2 separate regions of the Gossypium arboreum genome follow, and region 1 is linked to region 2. The links are chromatin contacts, called in public Hi-C maps. All regions are on one chromosome and are shown on one strand. Each heading gives the region's core, a stretch centred on a gene start, on an enhancer-like site or on the middle of the called end of the contact. The rest is flanking DNA. Distances are from core to core; before and after follow the strand shown. Region 1 holds the start of LOC108489433 (pentatricopeptide repeat-containing protein At3g22470, mitochondrial-like). Region 2 holds the start of LOC108489190 (inositol transporter 1).

The links. Hi-C and Micro-C count contacts between places; a contact is called where the count stands out from the background.
Region 1: a contact with region 2 is called in a Hi-C map of leaf, with 2.1 times the contacts expected there. The contact joins the promoter of LOC108489433 here to the promoter of LOC108489190 in region 2. A contact is called at or near these places in 3 of 5 Hi-C or Micro-C datasets (all in leaf).

What each region holds. Positions count from the first base shown.
Region 1 is chr10:40,715,448-40,718,218 of ASM2569848v2, forward strand. It overlaps LOC108489433 (pentatricopeptide repeat-containing protein At3g22470, mitochondrial-like), which reads right to left and starts at 1,471. Exons shown (of 3, transcript XM_053019933.1): 1 at 1,173-1,471; 2 at 711-771; 3 at 1-629. The coding sequence starts at 573.
Region 2 is chr10:40,576,341-40,579,040 of ASM2569848v2, forward strand. LOC108489190 (inositol transporter 1) reads right to left here and starts at 1,401. Exons shown (of 6, transcript XM_017793530.2): 1 at 851-1,401; 2 at 212-282. The coding sequence starts at 992.

The DNA.
Region 1 (2,771 bases), core at 221-2,720, 140 kb after region 2:
GATGTTGTAACTACGTATAGCGGGTGCACAACCCTTCTTACTCATCAACTGAAATACTCTTCTAGCTTCATCCATTTTGTTTTGCAAGCAATGACCATTTATTAATGCATTATATGTGACAACATCAGGCTCAATGCCTTTCTTTCTCATTGTATCAACAATATCTTCAGCTTTAGAAACCATTCCCTCTTTGCAATGTGCATCAACCAATATACTGAATGTGACAACATTAGGTTCAATGCCTTGCTTTCTCATTGCATCAACAGTATCTACAGCTTCAGAAATCATCCTCTTCTTGCAATGTGCATCTATCAATATATTATACGTGACAATATCAAGAGAAATATTGTTACCCGCCATTTCATTCAAAAGCGTTGTTGCCTCCTTCTGCTGGTCCAAGTTACACACACCATGAATTAAACAATTGTAAATAACAATATTTGGTCTAATTCCCTTAACTTTCATTTTGGAGAAAAGATCAAGAGCCTCACTTAGTAACCCCTTCTTACAAAAACAGTCAATGACAGTGCTATATGCTACAATATTGGGTTTGAAACCTCTTCCTTCCATCATTCTTAGAAACCTAAGAGCTCGATCAGTATTCCCGGTCTTGCACAAACCATTAAGAACTGTAGTGTAAACAATTAAATTAGGTCGATACCCTTTTTCCACCATTTCATCAAACAAGTTCAAAGCCTCAGATATCTTACTTCGCTTACAAAGTCCATTAATCAAAGTGGACAAAGTTACAACATCAGGTTGAACACCTACCTTCATCATTTTCCCCAAAACAGAAGACCCAAAATCAATATAACCTAATTGACAAAAGCAATTAATCAAGATGTTGAAAGAATAAATGTCATAGGAAACTCCTAATAATTCCATCTGGCTATACATAGAAACAACAATGGCATAATGTTTCATTCTAACAATGGCTCCTAATAATTTGTTGAATTCCACAACTGAAGGCTTTCGGTGCTTCGCAACCATCTTATTAAACAAAGTCAAAGCATCATCCACGTTATAGAAGCAATCATACTTTTTTTGGTTTCCCCTTGCAGAGATATGGGGAGAAATGGTGTTAAAATAACAAGAAAATGAAGAGTGGAAATTAGAAAAGTTCCTTCCACCATTAACAATATGACGAAGAAGCAATGAAGAATGAAGCTTACCCATATCTTGAAATTAAGCGAAAGGAAAAGAAAGAGGTGAGCTTCAAATGAAACCCCAAATGGCGGCGGCAGTCACCGATATTCCGTTTAAAGGCTATCCCTAATTGGCAGATTGGTGAGTCATGGTTTGAAGGTGTTTGGAGGTAATCGCTTCATTTCCTTCTTTGTTTGCTCTGCTAAATTTGCTATTCCAGGTGCAGACCGCTTCTATTCATCCAAATCCTCTTTAGGTAAATTTGTTTTCTTTTGGAATTTTTTAGGTAAATTTCAGACTGGTCACCTGTTTATTTGTGTAATACTAAACCAAGTAGTCAATGGTAATTCATTTTATTAATTTTATTTAATTTTTTAAATCAATAAATTTAACTTTCAATATTTTCGTTTAATTTTAATTTAATTTTTTTTCTAAATTTTCATATATATATATATGATTTATAAGTTATTAAAATTTATAAAAAATTAAAATTATACTTAAAATTTGTTAAATTTTAACATATTATTTAAGAAAATATATAATGTATAAAAAATAGTCATGATTGAATTTAAATAAAACAAAACATTTGTATTATTAAATTGTAATTTATATTGATCAAGATCAAAATCAAGGAGAAGCTTTTTTTTTAATCTAAGTAGGGTTAATTATTTTGAGTTCGAATTTAGGAAATGTGTCATGTTGGGTTTTGAACTTTTTATTTATTTATATTAATATTTAAACTTGACAATTGCCTTGATTGAAACTTAAAATTTTTTAATTCAAGTTAAACCTTAATATTTTCTTGAAAATGGTTGAATCAAACCGACTATTGATAAAAAAAATTAAGTACTAAGATTTTAATGTTAGATTTAATAAGTATTGAATTTAATTTATAAAAATTAATTTATCTATTATTAAAATTAAAGGCTAAATATAGATATATTGTTTGATAAATGTAAATGTAAAAATTTGAAAATTTTCATCTTATATTTGTATCATGAATTTTAATTTGAATATAAAATATACTTGGTAAAAATTACGAGTTAAATATAAAAATATCATAAAATAAATATTTTTATATAATGCCTATAATTATTCATATTTTTTTACAACTCACGTATTCAAGACGCTCAAACTTATATTTTCATGTATTAGTATTACTATCGATACAAATCAAACTAAAATTTAATAAAAAATAAATTTAAATTATTGTGGTTTGATGCAATTTAAATGATAATGCATAATGTGAAAGAAAAAAATGAAATAAAGTATGAATTGGCTTAATGTATGATAAGTTATTAAACATGTTAAAAAAATTAAATTACTAAAACTATTAACTTTCAGCAAATTGAAATTTTTAATGGAAATAGGAAAGGTGCCTAACATAACAAAATACTTAGTGAGAGACCGTTATGTTAAAGAACAACTTCCCTAATCAGAGTCACAGTAACCATATAGTCGTAGATTACAATCAGCTCGTAGAAGTATTCCTTGTTTAAGACTTTCCTTCAAATAACAAACCATGCGCAAATTTGCTTTCCAATGAGCTTCCTTTGGTTGATGCATAAATTGTGCCAAGATATGAACACTATAGGATAGCTCAAATTGAGTGAAAGTCAAATAAG
Region 2 (2,700 bases), core at 151-2,650:
CCTTATCACAACACGCAAGATCCAACAAGAAGTTGCCTGTGGGGATCTGCTAACAAAGTCCTCATCATTAACACCATTTCTTCCTCCCCTACTCAGTCAATCATACACAAAAAGGAAAAAATAAAAATTTCTTTGGTTTCTTTCTTTTTCATGCTCTTTTATGACTGAAGTAAGTTTAGTATTTCAGAACACCTTTACAAGTTCATAATACCTGCAGGAAACTACTCTGCCTGACGATCTCAAAGTCATCTTTTATGTAAAGAAGGGCCCCTGATATTACACCTGCAATCATTATCATTTCCAAATGAGAACATGTTCCCAGAGAAATTAAACAGAAGAAGGAATGAAGAGAATCATGTGTTCCTGTTTTGTTCAGTTGAATATCTGATACTGCTTAAAGAAGTCCAGATAACATAATGCAGAAGCAATGAGCTAGATTAACAGTTTTAAGGGTTTTTTAAGTTACAAAAGCTCAATTGAATTGAGGAATTAAAAGAAAATCAATCATGTAATCATGTTAGACTAAGAGTGTTTCTTTCTTTGACACCAGATTTAAGACCAAAAATGTGTTTACTCAGTCTTTTTTCTTTTCCTGGTTCACAAAACCTTCAATGTCTAAGATCAGTTCAATTCTGCTGCTACAATCCAGACAATCAAACAAAACTTAGTTTAATCAATTGAAACATAAAAATCTTTGTCATTAGATGAACCGGACATTCAAACAAAACTTGGTTTCATCTATAGAAATATACAAATCTTTGTCATCAGATGAACCAGACTAAACAATAAATCTCATGATGAGCAAAAAAAGACAAAAGGTTAGAAATAAGGGTTGAAAGGGATTTAATACCTGTGTCATAGCCAAAGAGCAAGCCACCAATTCCAGCAATTACAGTAAGTCCTAAAACATAAGGATTACTGAAATATGACATTCGTCTCTCTGGAAACAAATCCAGATACCCTGAACTCCCGGGTAAAGACTCTAGCGTCATCTCTCCAACTAACAAACAAACACTCAAATTCTAATTCCCAGTTAGGTTTTCAGCTTATTCCCAACAATGAACAATTCAAAGCAAGGATTATAATTCTCTGACCCTTTCACTCTTGACGATATTAAAAGTCAATTGAGTTGGCAACAATGGTAGAATTTCCCTTAAAACCCAGAAATAGAAACAAATATATATTTTTGATTAATCAATGAAAACAGATCATGCATTAAAAAACCCAAAGCTTTCGCTTTTATTTTTCTGTTCTGAGAGGAAACTTCGGGTTTTTGAAGAAATTTTGTTTTTCTTATTTGCTTGCTGCGAGTGAGAAGGAAAAAGTGAAAACAAAGAGGATAATTGTTGAGATAGTGAGAGACGACAGCGGACAATTTTGATACGTAATAATTCTATTATATATTTGGTAATAGATACATATACGCAGTTTTTGTGTTTCCTAATTATTTTATTTTTCATGCTTATCCTATTAATGGAGTTAACATTAAGGGATAATAAATTCCAACCATTAAATAATTTAATTTTTAGCTTTTAAAAAGAAAATATTTATCACTTGAAACATTAATATATTTTATCTTTTAAAACCTTATTTTCTTCCTTTCAAAATTAAAATAATTTTCTAAATAAGTAAATTTTACAATTTGTGTATAATACCAAAAAAAACATAAATAGGGTGAAAATTGAAAAAAATGTTGATTTTAAAAATATTTAGAGAAATAGTTTGACTTTTGGGAGAAAGAAAACGCATCGTACAATATACATCAGTTCTTTTAGTCAGATAGTTAAATGTTAGTAGTTTTATTCTTGAGTCTTGAGTTTGATTCTCTTCTATTTTTATTTCATATCGTATCAAGCTTTATTTTTAATTTTAATTCCTATTTTTAACATATTAACTCCTCTTGTAGATTGTTAAATAATAGTGATTTTATCTTAAATTTCTATATTCTTTCATGTTGTTTCAAATTTTTTAATTAATAAATATATTATTTTCAAGTTTTTTAAATTTTTACTTCATATTTTTATTTAATAAATATTTTATTTATAAAATCAAATAATTATTGATAATTATATAATAAAAATATTTTTGATAAAATTGATATTTATCATTATGTTAAATATATTTTATTTTTAAAACATCAACTAACTTTTTAGATATAATTTTTATATGTCAAATATTTATTTTCTCCACTTATATTATGGGTAAGGTGATTTCTAATATTATAAAATTAAATAATTATTTCAAATATCATTATTTTTCATCTACATTGTGGGTATGATATTTCAAATATTTTTATATGTGAAATATTTCAATTAATTATTTCAAATATCATTATCTTTATATGTGAAATATCCCAAATGCACATACAAAAATATATTTTACTAAAATTTACTACACTCATTATATGGATTGAAAAATAAATATTAAACATATAAAAATATTTATTACAAAGAATGATATTTGACAATAATTATTTGTTTCTATAAATAAAAGAGTTATTAATTAAAAGATGAATTAAAATAAAAATTTAAAAATAATATATTTATTAATTAAAAATAAAAAATTTGAAATAATATAAAATAAAAATATCAATATATTTAGAAAAATATCACTAACAGTAAATCATCTTACCAAAAGAACTAATATGTAAAAAAAAGTCAGAAAGCGCATTTTGTAAAATGTATTTTTATTTCTCTTCAA